3 separate regions of the Rattus norvegicus genome follow, and regions 2 and 3 are each linked to region 1. Evidence: chromatin contacts called from public Hi-C data. All regions are on one chromosome and are shown on one strand. Each heading gives the region's core, a stretch centred on a gene start, on an enhancer-like site or on the middle of the called end of the contact. The rest is flanking DNA. Distances are from core to core; before and after follow the strand shown.

Evidence for each region. A called contact is a pair of places that touch in the nucleus more often than the background predicts.
Region 2: a Hi-C map of liver shows a contact between it and region 1, with 2.4 times the contacts expected there. The contact joins the enhancer-like site here to the promoter of Ncoa3 in region 1. A contact is called at or near these places in 8 of 12 Hi-C or Micro-C datasets (Schwann cells, frontal cortex, kidney and 4 more).
Region 3: a Hi-C map of liver shows a contact between it and region 1, with 1.9 times the contacts expected there. The contact joins the enhancer-like site here to the promoter of Ncoa3 in region 1. A contact is called at or near these places in 9 of 12 Hi-C or Micro-C datasets (Schwann cells, frontal cortex, kidney and 4 more) and 1 of 1 datasets of contacts at active chromatin or transcription factors (oligodendrocytes).

The regions. Positions count from the first base shown.
Region 1 is chr3:175,155,962-175,160,537 of GRCr8, reverse strand. Ncoa3 (nuclear receptor coactivator 3) reads right to left here and starts at 2,714. Exons shown (of 23, transcript NM_053454.1): 1 at 2,592-2,714. It overlaps LOC100909912 (a long non-coding RNA gene), which reads left to right and starts at 2,783. Exons shown (of 3, transcript XR_352829.5): 1 at 2,783-3,010; 2 at 3,715-4,576.
Region 2 is chr3:175,097,489-175,102,064 of GRCr8, reverse strand. No RefSeq gene overlaps it. Among named protein-coding and RNA genes, the nearest start is that of Zmynd8, 53 kb to the right of the region's middle. Within about 2 kb of position 2,019, at least 22 of the 93 cell types and tissues checked have an H3K27ac peak or open chromatin away from gene starts, as enhancers often do. A contact at or near this core is called in kidney and liver, where this site is marked.
Region 3 is chr3:175,195,216-175,199,791 of GRCr8, reverse strand. All of the region lies in intron 1 of Ncoa3 (nuclear receptor coactivator 3), which reads right to left. Among named protein-coding and RNA genes, the nearest start is that of Ncoa3, 40 kb to the right of the region's middle. Within about 2 kb of position 2,666, at least 81 of the 93 cell types and tissues checked have an H3K27ac peak or open chromatin away from gene starts, as enhancers often do. A contact at or near this core is called in Schwann cells, kidney, liver and 1 more, where this site is marked.

The DNA of each region.
Region 1 (4,576 bases), core at 1,465-3,964:
TGGCTCACAAACACGTTTTGTTTGCTTTATTTTCATTTTTTGAAACGGGTTTTCTGTTTTTCACTGGCTATCCTGGAATTCATTCTGTAGACCAGGCTGGCTTCAAAGCTGCTTCTGCCTCCAGAATCCTGAGATTAAAGGCATACTACACTATGCCCTACTCACAAAGCATCCTTCACTCCAGTTCCAGGGATGTGACACTGTTCCTCATCTGACCTTTTAAGCAGTAAGTGTGCACATGACGCACATACATATAGGCAAAATGCTCACATATTTAAAAAATAATCTTAAAAGAAAAAAAGACAATCTTGACTATATGCTGAAGTTTGTGTTTTGAAGACCTCTTTAAAGGATGTTTCCTGATAGAAACATCCTCCATAACTGCTTACAATTAGAGCCTCCCGTTTTGCCTAGAGTCCCCCAACTCTAAAATGTACTTCTTTCTAAATGCCGAAAGCTGTCATTCCCCGTTTTGTTTTTTTTTTATGCTGATTGGACAATTAAGTCTTTCTATCAACATATAAAATACCCCATAATTTGGGATCACAGGCAGTTTAGATTACTGCTCATTTAAATTCAGAACCGGAAGCTACCTCCGGCGACACCGGAGCTACAGTGGTTGGTATCACTTTACCTGTTACAAACAGAGGCTTCCTCTTACAAGGAAGCCTCAGGGTTCTACATCCCACAGACTATTATTTCTTTAAGGGTTTTAACACAGCAAACAGCAGAAGCACTAAATTCAAGGGCCTAACAACTATCAAGCTTAAATCAGTGCCAGATGGGTGCCTGATGTCCACAGAGGCCAGAAGGGGGCGACCGATTCCCTGGAACTGGCACTAAAGATGGTTGCAGGAAGCTGGGAGTCAATTCCAGGTCCTCTGGTAGAGCAGCAATCAGTGCTCTTAAGCACTGAGCCACCTCTCCCGCTCCTACAAGTTTTAAATAACAAAAAGAAGAAAACACTACCCCCCCTCCTTGTTCCTGCTCTCAGTATACAGCAGCTGGGGTTTGTTTCTAATGAAAATACTCAAGTCTTAAGTCCCAAAGCCAAACTTACTCCAAGAAATGCTAACCGTCGTTACCTCAGAGAGGGTTCCGAGTGGAAGAGATTCCTTTTTCTGTGTTTTCATACCTTTTCAGTTGAGTGGAAAAACCCATCCTGAATAACTGATTGTCATTTAACTTTTTAGAAGAACAAACCTCTCACAAACTCAGAGGTTTACACTGCCATGTTAGTCCACAGCAGTATTTGCTGAAGATACACCCTTGGCTCCAGCACCAACCTGCAGAAACAAATGTTAAGGCTTTGGCATTGCAGAGATCAGCAGGCGTTTAAATCTCAGGCCACAGAAACCCTGATACGGGACCTCTCATCTTATTCGGTCCACCTTGCCCTGCAGCAGATAGGGGAATGGCTCTCCTTCCTGGTCTTTTTTTTTTTTTTTTTTTTTTAACCTCACAAGCTTAATTACAAAAACAAGTTGGCTTTGAAGCGCTACTTAGAAACTGCAAAAAAGGGAAGTCTTCGCATTTGGGAGGGGAAAAAAGTTTCTCGACTTCAAGACACTCTCCAATCTTCCGGGTCATACAGTGTGGAGTCCTGGGCTCCTGTTCCGTGGGCCTAAGATGCTCTGGCCTCTCCAGGCTGCTCTTCTGGTTAACTTTTCCACCCTAGACACCCTCAAGCTGCCTAGGAAGTAGCACTGCCTCCCACTTCTCTTGCAGGCTGTGCGGCTCGGGTTCATTTAAACTATTGCAAACAGAATCAATGAACGAACCTAGACTGGGAATTTCGTAAGATGAAAGCGACCACGATGATAGCGGATACCAGACCGCAGAGCACGTATCCACGCCGCACAGAGGGGAGACCCCACACTCATCCCATACAGACAGCAGAGCCTGCATCCACGCTACACACCTCAAACTCCTCATCCGCAAAGCACCCACCCTAGACACAACGAGGACCCCGCATCCACACGGGTCCTCGCCCCACACAGACCGCAGACCTCGCACTCATACCTCACATCTCCGCTCACCCGGCGCACACTAGCACACACCTCTCGCACACCGCACTCATCTTACCCGCCCTGCATCCACCCTGCAGACCCCGCACTCACCCTGCATCCACCACACACACCTGGCAGACTCAGGAGCCACGCCACATACCTGGCACATCCCAGACTCCACATCCATTCCACACACCCCGCACACACCACAGACCCCGCTCTCACCACGCACACACCCCGCGCTCACCCTGCGCGCAGAGCAGACTCCGTGTCCGCCGCGCCCGCTCACAGCGGAGCCGCAGCTCCTGCCCGAGGAGCCGCCCGCGTCCGCCCCGCCGGGCGGCGCCGGCGGGAAGAGGAGGCTACGCTGAGCTTCTCCGACCCGAGATTCGCCGGGGGGAGCTCCAGCAGCAGAGGCCGCGGCCGCGAACTCCTCGCGACCCTGCACGGGCCCCGGAGCCCAGCGCCGCCCGCCCGATCCCGGTCGTCTGCGCCGCGCGTTGCTGGCGACCCCAAGACCCCCGCCTCAGGCCATGCCTCCGGCCTCGCCTGCTGCTCGCCGCTGCCTTTCTCTCCACTCACCGCTCGCCGCCATCTTCCCCAACGCTGTTCTCGATCGGAAACTCACAGCTCAGCCCCGGCCGCCGACACCGACTCCGCCGAGGCCGCCGCCGGCGCTCTGAGGAGCTGAGGCAGCCGCCGCTGAAGCCGCGGCGCGGGGGCCGCCGGGATTTGTAGTCCCGCGGCCACGCCCAGCACTACGGGTCCCAGGGGGCCCTGCGCGAGGCAAGAGGCGTGGTCGCAAGGCCTGGGTTGCCACCAGCTTACCCATCCCCTGGAGCTAAAGGGGGCGTCCAGCGTTCGATTTCCCGTGTGCCTGTCTCCATCCTGGAATTCCTGACCTCTATGGAGTGTTCATTGTGCGCCAAGCACCGTTCCTCAAGACGAGTAGCTGAGGGGGCGTCATCCTTACTTTTCAGACGAGCAAACTGAGGCCCGAGGTAGGATCCCTGCTAAGTCACTGACTTGAAAGGGTTTTGGGTCACAAGATGTTCAGTCCTCAATGTGGTCTCTGAGTGTCGGGATTGAAACCAGAGAACAGCTTGCGTTACAGTGGGGAGAATTGAGAGACACCACCTTAACCAAGTGCGTCTTAAACTTGGTGCCAAAAGAAGTGGCTCAAACTGTCACCCCATGCCTCCTGAAAGGATGCGGTGCATAGAGCAGAAAGCTACCAAGGTAATGTACTTGCTAAAGCAAACCAAAATAAGTGACCTGAATCTAACGGAATAGGAAGATACAAAAACAAACGCAGAACGTGCAGCATTCTACAGAACCAGCCTCTACCAATGAAGCCAATCCCAGTGACCCCATGCCTCCGAGGGTAGAAACAGAAGAAACAAAACTTTAAAGCCAACCCGGGGTGGGGGCAGGTTTGACCAAAATAAATAAGGTCAAAGTCAAAGGCAATAAACGTAGACCAGGCTACCCTCCAACTCAAAAACCCAGCTGCCTCTTCCTCCCTCGTGCTAGATTAGAGGCATGCAGTAGCATCCCGGGCTTTTGGATAATTCTTATATAAAAAGAACTTGGAAAGGAATCTGGAGATAGTGGGATAAAATAGATGTCTTGGGGCACAACTGTATAAAATGTGTTCGGTGTGAATAAGATTAACTCTATCCTAACTCTCTGCTGTTACCTCCAGGATTTCCCACCTGCACGATGGCAGTTCCTGCTTCACTGTTCTGCAAGTGTCCACTCTTCACCCATGGAGTTAGTCACACAGCAGCCAAGTCCCAAGCCGGGTCTGGTGATGCACACCCTACGCACAGGAAGCAGAGGCAGGCAGATCTCAGTTCCAGGCCATCCAGGGGTACATAGGGAAATCCTATCTTAAAATTCATAATAGAGGGGCTGGAGAGATGGCTCACTGGTTAAGAGCACTGACTGCTCTTCCAGAGGTCCTGAGTTCAAATCCCAGCAACCACATGGTGGCTCACAATCTGTAATGAGATCTGATGCCCTCTTCTTGTGTGTCTGAAGACAGCTACAGTGTACTCATATACAATAAATAAATAAAATCTTTAAAAAAATTCATAATAGTAATAATAATTCTAAGTGTAACAAAAGTACATTAAAATAATTATTGATTCAAGTGCAATGTTATACTGAAATGTATTCAGACATATGCATAATATTTATATATGTATATGCTCAGAGTAGAACAGATAGGAACAGTAAAAACAAATTGAATTATGTCAGAAAAAGATCCAAAAAGAAGCCAGTCGTGCTGCTGAGTAACATCTGGCAGGCCCTAGAGTCAGAATCGAAAGCAGCTGGGTGACATCAGGTAAATGATCAGTGAAGACGCCACTTTTATCCTTCCCTGTTTGCCCAGTCCCCAGGAAGGGATTGACTTGTGTCCCTTCTTCGAAGTAGGGTTGGTTCTAAGACTGTTGCCCAAAAGACACACAAGTCCTAGGGTGAAGCCCTCAAGCCTAGGGCTTAAGAATGCTGACAGCTCCTACTTTCTCCTTCCTGGCCCCAACTCTCCCTCTCTGAGAAGC
Region 2 (4,576 bases), core at 770-3,269, 58 kb after region 1:
CTTGTTCTGTAGACCAGGCTGACGGATTCACCTGCCTCTGCGCGCACTCTACCTGTACCATGTATACCTGCTGCAACAGGAGGCATCAGACCCCATTACAGATGGCTGTGAGCGACCATGTGGTTTCTGGGAATTGAACTCAGGTCCTGTAGAAGAGCAACCAGTGCCCTTAGCCACTGAACCATCTCTCCAGGCCTTTTTTTATTTTTTTTTTAATTTTTTTTATTTTTTTTAGTTTTGTTGTGTTTTGGTGAGACAGGATCTCACTATAAAGCTCTGAATATCTTGGAGCTCAATATGTGTCCAGGCTGGCCTTGAACTCACAGAGGTCTGCCTGCCTGTGCCCCCCCAAGTGCTGGGATTAAAGACATGGGCCAATACTCCCACCTAAGGTATATTTTAAAACCATTTTTACTTACTTTATGGGTATGAATGTTTTGCCTTCATGTATGTCTATGTAACACATGTGTGCCTAGTATTCATGGAAGCCAGAAAAGGTCACTGGCTCCCATGGAACTGGTGTTACAGATGTTCTGTAAGCCACCAGGGGAGTGATGGGAATCAAACCTACTTCCTCTGGAAGAGCGACCAGTGCTTTTTGGATTTTATTGGTTTTTTTAAATTTTTATTTATTTTCATTTTTGAGACAGGGTTTCTCTGTGTAGCCCTGGCTGTCCTGGAACTCACTCTGTAGACCAGGCTGGCCTTGAACTCAAGAGAGTCACCTACCTCTGCCTCTCAAGTGCTGGGATTAAAAGCAAGCAGTCAGTGTTCTTTACCACTGAGTAATCTGTCTAACCCCTTCACTCCCATTCAATATTAACAACTATATGTGTTGCCATTCACCTTTAATACCGGCCCTGGGGAAGCAAAGGCAGGCAGATGACCTTGTTTTATATACTAAGTTCCCAGTTAGACGGGGCTACATGGCGAGACCCTATCCCCCAAAACAAAAACATAATGGGGGTTCCACGCTATGAAGCAGAGTTTGACAGACTCTCCCTCTGAGGGCCAGAGGGTCTGCAGCTTAGTCTTTTTTGGCCACAGGGTTTCTGTGTCCTGTGACTTGATTCTCCTGGGATAGGGGGAAGGCAACTTCTGATATTATACAAATGAGTGAGTTTGGCTGAGTTTCAATATAACTTTATTTATGCTACTTTGTATCTTGCTGGGTTTGTGCTGTAAGCCTCAGCTCGCCCACCCTTAAGATAGAAATGAGAACATATAGGGACATTTGGATTAGGATGATCATCCCAAATTTTTCTTTCTGAGACCGTCTTATGTAGCCCAGGTTGCTCAAACTCCCTATGTAGCTGGCAGTGACCTTAAACTGATGCTCCCGCCTCCTCCTTCAGAGTGCTAGGATGATTGACAGGCCAGTACATCCAGTTTATATGAGGCTGGGGTTTGAACCTAGGACTCGACGCTTGCTAGGGAAACACTCCACCAACTGAGGGACCTCTCCAGCCCCAGAGCTATTCGAAGAAAAAGCCCTGCTGTAGCACCTGGGAGGGGATGATGTATGAACCATAGTGTGTCTACACTGAAGACATAGTGTGTCTACACTGAAGACGTTTATGCAAGTTCTCGAAAGGACAGCAAGGGTTGAGGAGACCTCTCATTGGGCACTTGCTGTCCAGCCTCAGGACCTAAATTCAATCCATGGCACCCACAGGGTAGACAGGAGAGAGCATACTCCCAGAAGCCATTGCACGCGCACATACACACACTAAATAAATAAATGAAATGCATTACTTTTTTTTTTTTAGAACAGATTAAACGTATGTCTACCGATATGGAGGGCATCTTCAGAATATCACCAACAGTATGTGTAGTCACCAGAAAACCAAACCTGTAAATGCCAAGTAACTCTCAGGGCCTCCAGCTGAGGAAAGAACACACTGCACCTCCCTCCCATGTTGAGCTTGGCTGTGTGACTTGCTTTGGCCCATGAGCTATTAACAAATGCCCTGTGAGCAGAGCCTGCCCCGTGCTCCCAGAGTTCCTGATGTTCATTTGTTTTGGCTTTAGGGTTTTAGATGCTGGGCATCTACCCAGGGCTTGCACATGCTAGGCAAGTGCTCAGCCACTGAGCTCCGCCCACAGTCCCCAGTCACATGATTTGACTTTGTTCCTGGGAGCTTGCACAGTAACCTTCAGAAGGACAGACGCCCTTCAGGTAGCCTGTAGCTCAAGGGGGATTAGGAATGTTCAGGTCAGCCCAGATCACCTTCGGATGGAAACAGAGAGGCCCGGCCTGCATCTGCAGATTCAGGGACACGAGAATAAAGAATCATTTTCTTAAAATGTTAACTCCTCACTTTGGTCCCTGTTGGCTCTGTAGCTGGCCAGGGCTACATAGTGTGTGTGTGTGTGTGTGTGTGTGTGTGTGTGTGTGTGTGTGTATGAGAGAGCGGGGCAGGGGGACAATGAGGAGAAGAGATGGGGAGGGAGAGGAAGGGAAGGAGAGGAGAGAGTGAACACACTTATTTTCTATGGTTCTGGGGCCTGGAAGGTGCAGACACCTGGTGAGGACTCTCTTGCTGTGTCATCCAGTGACAGAAATGAGGAAGGCCAGAAAAGGCACAATGACCAAGAGATTGAATTTGCAGAGCTAGGCTGATAGCACACATCTGTAATCCCAGTACCCGGGAGTCAGGACAGCCGGGAAGCCCAGAGCAGGGCCATTAAGAAGGCTCACTGGTTAAAGGTGTTTGCAACCACGCCCGATGACCTGAATAGATGCTCAGAGCCCCATTGGTGGATTTCCAGCCTAAATCCTAAAAATTGTCCTTTGACCTCCACATGTATGCTCACTCAAATACATCTCTCACACACACACACATGCACGCACACACACACACTCACACACACACACGCACACACACATGCACGCACACACACACTCACACACACACACACAGTTTGTTTACAGAGAACATAAACGTTCAGACTTTATCCACTTTACACTTGCACACTTGGCCCAGGTCCATTTATAAGGATGGAGCCCAGGTGAACTAAACAGAGGACTTGGTGATCCCTGGGCTTGCTAGTAGGGGACATGATGTACCCATAGTATTTCTTCTTTGGAACCATTTTAACCAACGTGAGCTTGCAGTGTGATTAACAGACATCTGTCATCCTCACCAGGCCCCCTTACATTCCTGCCTTGATTTTCCTCAGAGAAATGGCTTCCTCCAGACTCTCAGCTTGGGTGGAATGTGTTAGACTTAAGGGTAAGGAGGCAGAGGTGTGCAATTTGGGGGCATTTCGAAAGCTACTTGATGTGACATTAATTTGGGAAGCACAGAAGTCACCAAACAGTACAAATTAAAGCTGCCAGGGTTGGATATTTGTCAGCAGGTGACTAAGTCAGGTCTGGTCAGCAAGAGGGCTATGGTGTCCCTGCCATGATTCAGGGTAGGCGTGTGTGGCCACTGGAGTGCTGACACATAGGTGCTGTGTTCTCTAGTAATCCTGAACAGCCGTGCTTCGAGCCCACGGCTGGAGGAGCCATGTAGGGAGAGGATCCTTGATCCCACACTGTCTGAAGCCAAAATTTCCCCCTTCATCTTCAATTACACAAGCCAATTTCTTTTGTTTTGAGGCAGGCTCTCATGTAGCTCAGGCTAGCCCAAAACCTCTATGTATCTAAGGCTGGCTTTGATGTTCCTGATCCTCCTGCCTGTATTTCCCAAGTGCTAGGATTACAAGCAAGAGCTACCAGTGTGTGTGTGTGTGTGTGTGTGTGTGTGTGTGTGTGTTTGCGCCCGCACGCGCGCGTGCGTGTTGGTCTAAATGTAAACACATGCCTGCAGTGCCCACAGAGGCCAGAAGAGGGCGTTGGATCCCCTGGGACTGGAGAATCAGGTGGTTGTGGGCTGTCATATGGGTGCTGGGCATTGAACTCAGGTTCTCTGGAAGAGCAGCCTGTGTAACCTCTCAGCCATCTCACCAGTCCCTGCGAGCTTTTTTGAAACAAAGTCCCACTGTGTAATTTATTCCTTTTTTTTTTTTTTTTCGGAGCTGGGAACCGAACCCAGGGCCTTGCGCTTGCTAGGCAAGCGCTCTACCACTGAGCTAAATCCCCAACCCTCCACTGTGTAATTTAATCTGGCCTCAAATCCAAGGTCATCCTCCTGCCTCAGATTCCTGAGTGTTGGGATTACACGATCGTGCTGATTGTCCTGCTGCAACTGGACATCTGTGTCCCACGATCCTGGTGCTGATCTCACCTAAGAGCCACCCCACCTGGAGAGGGCACTCGGTGTGAATGATCTGCAGAGGGCAAATTCGGGCTGAAAATAGCAAACTAAAGTTAGCCCAGCCGAGCAGGGCCACCGTGTCTTGGGCTGGTCGGGAACATCCTGTTCAGAGGAAAGGATATTTAAGGAGAACGGAAGCAGTTCAAGTTCAGCTCAGCCCAGCAGCAGAGGAAGAACATCCAAATGCAGTGTGGCTCGGGTCTGATCCAAGAAGAGGGTGGGAAGGACAAACAACCCCAGAATAGCTACTGCCTGCTGACCTCATGAAGATCTCTTCTAAGCTTCCCCTTTGGGTTTCAAATTTCCTTTAT
Region 3 (4,576 bases), core at 1,417-3,916, 39 kb before region 1:
ATACTGTGCACTACCACTCACTCTGATGCACACTGGAAAGATCAACCCGACCTCACATTTACTACAGTCATTTAATTCCTTACAAATGTAAGTTTAGTTCTAGACAAAGCCAATCTGAAAGACATATGAAAGCAACAGCCTTGGCTTGCTTCCCAAAACAACCTTTGAGAAGCCAGTTTTCTGAAGTGACCTTGTGCAAGAAAATTTCAATTAGATGCTTGCTGCATGTCTGCTGCATGCCAGAACTGTGTTGGCACAAGACAATATAAAGAATTCATGGGGCTGGAGAGGTGGCTCAGTGCTTTTCCAGAGGTCCTGAGTTTAATTCCCAACAACCACATGGTGGCTCACAACCATCTGTAATGAGATCTGATGCCCTCTACTGAAGACAGCTACAGTGTGCTTATACATAAATAAATAAATCTTTAAAAAAAAAAAAGAATTCATGGACCAGGCACAGTGACCGACACCTTTATTCCTAACACTTGGGAGGCTGAGGAAGGTGGATCTCTTTCAGTTAGAGGCCAGCCTAGTCTACAGGGTAAATTGGGGTGCTGGGGGTGGGGGGCGCACGGGAAAGGGAAAGGAAAGGGAGGAGGGGAGAAGAAGGAAAGGAGAAAAATTACAGGAGGTTGAGGCTGAGACAGATGGCTCAGTAGCTAAGAGCGTATAATAAAGCATATATCAAGTACCTAATATTCATATATTATATCCGCATATTAAGAAACCTGAGTTTGTCCTAATACCCACATCAGGCCACTCTCAGCCATCTGTGATTCCTGTCTTACATCTATGGCCTTGCGTAGCACTGGGCTCACATTCAGATATACATACACATAATTCAAAATAATAAAAACAAATATATAAAAATAAAGTCATAGTGCCACTATTAACTGTGGGTAAGCAGAAGCAGGTACAAGCAGGCAATACAATTTCTAAAACAAGGATGCCGTCGAAGTGAGCACCTGGTGAGCACCGTGACTTGAACAGGGTGGATGAACAGGGTGAGAGGTATCAGCACCACGAGATGGGCAGGCAACCCTGAAGACCACTAAGGTGGGGAATTAAGAGCTCTTGAGGCTCCCAGAGACTGAGCCACCAACCAGGGAGCATGAATGGGCTGGACCTAGGACCCCAGCACATGTGTGGCACATGAGTAGCTTAGTCTTCAGCGGGTCCCCCAACAACAGTGGGCTGTCCCTGACTGTGTTGTCTGCCTGTGGATCCTGTTTCTCTAACTGGGCTGCCTTGTCTGGCATCAGTGGGAAAGCATGTGCCTAGCCCTACAGTGAGTTGTGCCAAGGTGGGTTGATAGGGTTGGGGGGCTCCCCCTTATCAGGAGAAGGGAAAAGTGGGTAGGAGGACTATGTGAGGGAGGACTGAGAGGAGAAAGGGGATGCAATTTGAGATATAAAGTGAATAAATAAAAAATTAATTAATTAATTGGGGGGAAGATGTAAAATTAAGACAAATTCAAAACTGTTTATCTCTGCCAAAAATAACTAATGAAATCAGGCAGTTTCTGCAAATATTGCCTAGATTTACAATCAGAATGCCTGTTAGTCCTTCACACTGAAAAGCAGAGGAGACTAGCACAGTCACATGCATCTGCAATCCAAAAACTGGAAAGGCCAAGGCAGAAGACAGTTAGTCCAACACCAGCCTGGGCTATGTAGACAAATCCTCTCTCGAAAATAAATTATGAGTTGGAGACACAGATCACTGTGAGGGCTTGCCAACATGTACAAAAACCTAGGTTCAATCTTGGACCCCCTACCCCCAAAAAAAGGCAGACAAGATTAACACAGTTTAAAGGAAGTTTTTATTTATTCGTATGTATGTGTGCACGAGTGCGTGCCTGTGCGTGTGCCCGTGCACACCATGACAGAAATGCTGAGGTCAGAGAAGAACTTCCAGATATTTGCTCTCTCCTCTACCGCGGGGCCTCAGCCGGGCAGCTCATCAGGCTTGGCAGTAAGTTTCTTTACCCACTAAGCCAACTCCAATAATACTTACATCATGCTGGGCATCTAAAAGACAGGATGCGTAAAGGAGACACATGAAATGTTACTAAAAGTAAAAGTTCTTAGCTCAGCACATCCAGGAAAGGATGCCAGGCATTTTGTTCAAAAACAGACTAAATGTAGCTTCAAAGGGGGACAAGAAAAAAAAATTTTTTTAAATGCTGGGTGTGGTGGCATAAGCCTTTAATTCCATCATCAGGCCAACCAGCTACAGGGTGGGACGCTACCTCAAAAGAGTACTGAGTTGCAGAGGCACACTAGTCTGCATCTGAGCAACCAAGGAAAAAGCAAGCACAGAATCCTGGTGGCCCTGTGGTCTATGAACTGGCCTCACCTCTTTGGCTCAGCTTAAGTTAGTGAGGACCTAGTTACAGAAAAGCAGCGGGCTTGTCAGCAAGCTACTTGCAGCTGCCTGCTCTACAGCTCCTCCCTCTCCCTCCTTCTCCCCTCTCCCCGTCTGCCTCACCCACTCTCTCCCTCTCTGAAAAGCAGGGTAGAGCCCTGCAGGATCACAGAAAATAAATACAGGCAAAGGGGGTGGGAATGGGGGTGGGAGGTAAGCAGGCTCCACCCGCAGAAGGCTTTCCACAGGAACTGCTACAGGGTCAAAAGTTTACAGTGGTTTCAATTTCACCTTTTAGCAGCCAATCAGCAAACAGAGACTGCGCTGACCCTCGGGCTGCGGGAGCGTTAACTCCCTGGCTACCAGGACTGCTGCTGCAGTTCTTCCCGGGCTTCTCTTAAGAAGGAAAGGTTAAAAAAGGCAGCGGACACCCTAAGTTCAGGTGACTAATTCACTTTAAACTGCTGTTTGAGCAGAAAAATGATTTGATAAGTATCCATTTTCTCCTTCAAGTCAGGGTCTCTTTATCTTAGAGCATCGACCAAACCAACCGATAGACATAAAGACAAAGAGCAAACAAGGGCAGGTTAAGAAAAGATTTTCCTCCACGAGGCTTCAAATCTCCCAACTACCCACAAATGATATGACATGATGCCCGTTTAGCTCCCTGTAAATGCTTTAAGAAGAAATGAAGCCCGTCAATTACAGTATTTAGGCTCTGGCTCCCTCGGGTCACTGATACAACTGCAGTACGCCATCCTCACAAGAGGAGTCTACAGAAACACAGCGAGAGCATCTAAGGGGCCATTTGTTTCCCTGTGTTCTCTCTAACCCTCCAGGACCCAGCACAGCCCTCCGTGCATGCGTGGAACAAACTCAAAAGCAAAGTCTTTCTTCTGCAGAGCTGTCCTCCTGATCACTTTTTATATAAACTTCCTACAGATGCAAAAGAAAAAAATCGATACACTAATCCATTCACTACTCCACTCAGCAGTCTGTACTAACAGTGAGCAGGACTGAAGAGGGCAGGGCAGGAGAAACCACACTGCCTCCCTTCCCCGCCCCACACTTCCCTCCTCCCTCTTCCTCCCCAGGGCAATAAGGAAGCAGGACACCGAAGCCCAAGAGCTTGAAGCCAGCATGGTGATTTGGGGTCGTTTCAGTTTTGGTTTTTATCTGTTTTTTTTGCATAGTTTTTTTTTAAGGGGTGGTCATGGGAGGGAGTTTAAGACAACCTCTCTCTATAGCCCCAAATGGCAGAAAAACAGCAGCAATCCACCTAACCCAACCTCAAAGTCCTGGAATTACAGGTGTGAGCCGCCATTCCTTGAAGCACACCAAGACAAAGAGGAGACAGCTGTACAAACTCTCCTATCCGATGATTTACTAAATCCTAATGTATAGATAAGCCAACTTACATACCAACTGGTTGAATTTTAGCAGTTTTACAAGTTTAGATTGGAGATCTATATGGGTACCACCACCAGCTACTAAAACGATCGCATATAGGATAGTGGGCTCTATCCAGATTATCAAACACCAGATATTTCTGAAATGCAATCTGAAACCAAAACATAATGCCTCACTTGCTACACAGTGACCAGAGGCCCAGAGAACAGTATTCTGTCTTCATTACACAGAATCTCTACAGTGCAACTTGATATACATGTTCCAGACCAGGAAATAAAGTCAATGATATTCTAATTTCAAGTTGAAAGAAATGATACAAATAATTGTCTACTAATAACTTCCGAACCCACACGATATAAACTTATGATTGTAAGTCTAATTTTAAAATACAACTAGTTTGTTCTTTTTAACATGGCTTACAGAAGCCGGTGCGCCCGTTAGTGCATGTTTAATTTGAAGAATCTTCTCTTTTTACAGGATGGCCTCATTTCACAGGAAAATGGATGCGACAAAATTTTATATCAAGTCAGCATGTTAGCAAGAATCTTTTTTGTGTGTGCTGAATTTGATTAATCCAAGCCAAGGTCACTTCCTGAACAATGCCTACCACTGCCGCTGTAGCACAGACTGGCGTGCAGCTGGGAGAGGAGAGGGGAGGGCATTATTTACTAATAAGTAAGTGGACTCTATTTCCACAGTTATCTTGGCAAGAAGGGATTGGCAAGACCCTGGGATCCTGGTACATAAAGATGAAAATATTTCTATTTTTTACACAGAAATGTAATTCAGTATGCATAAT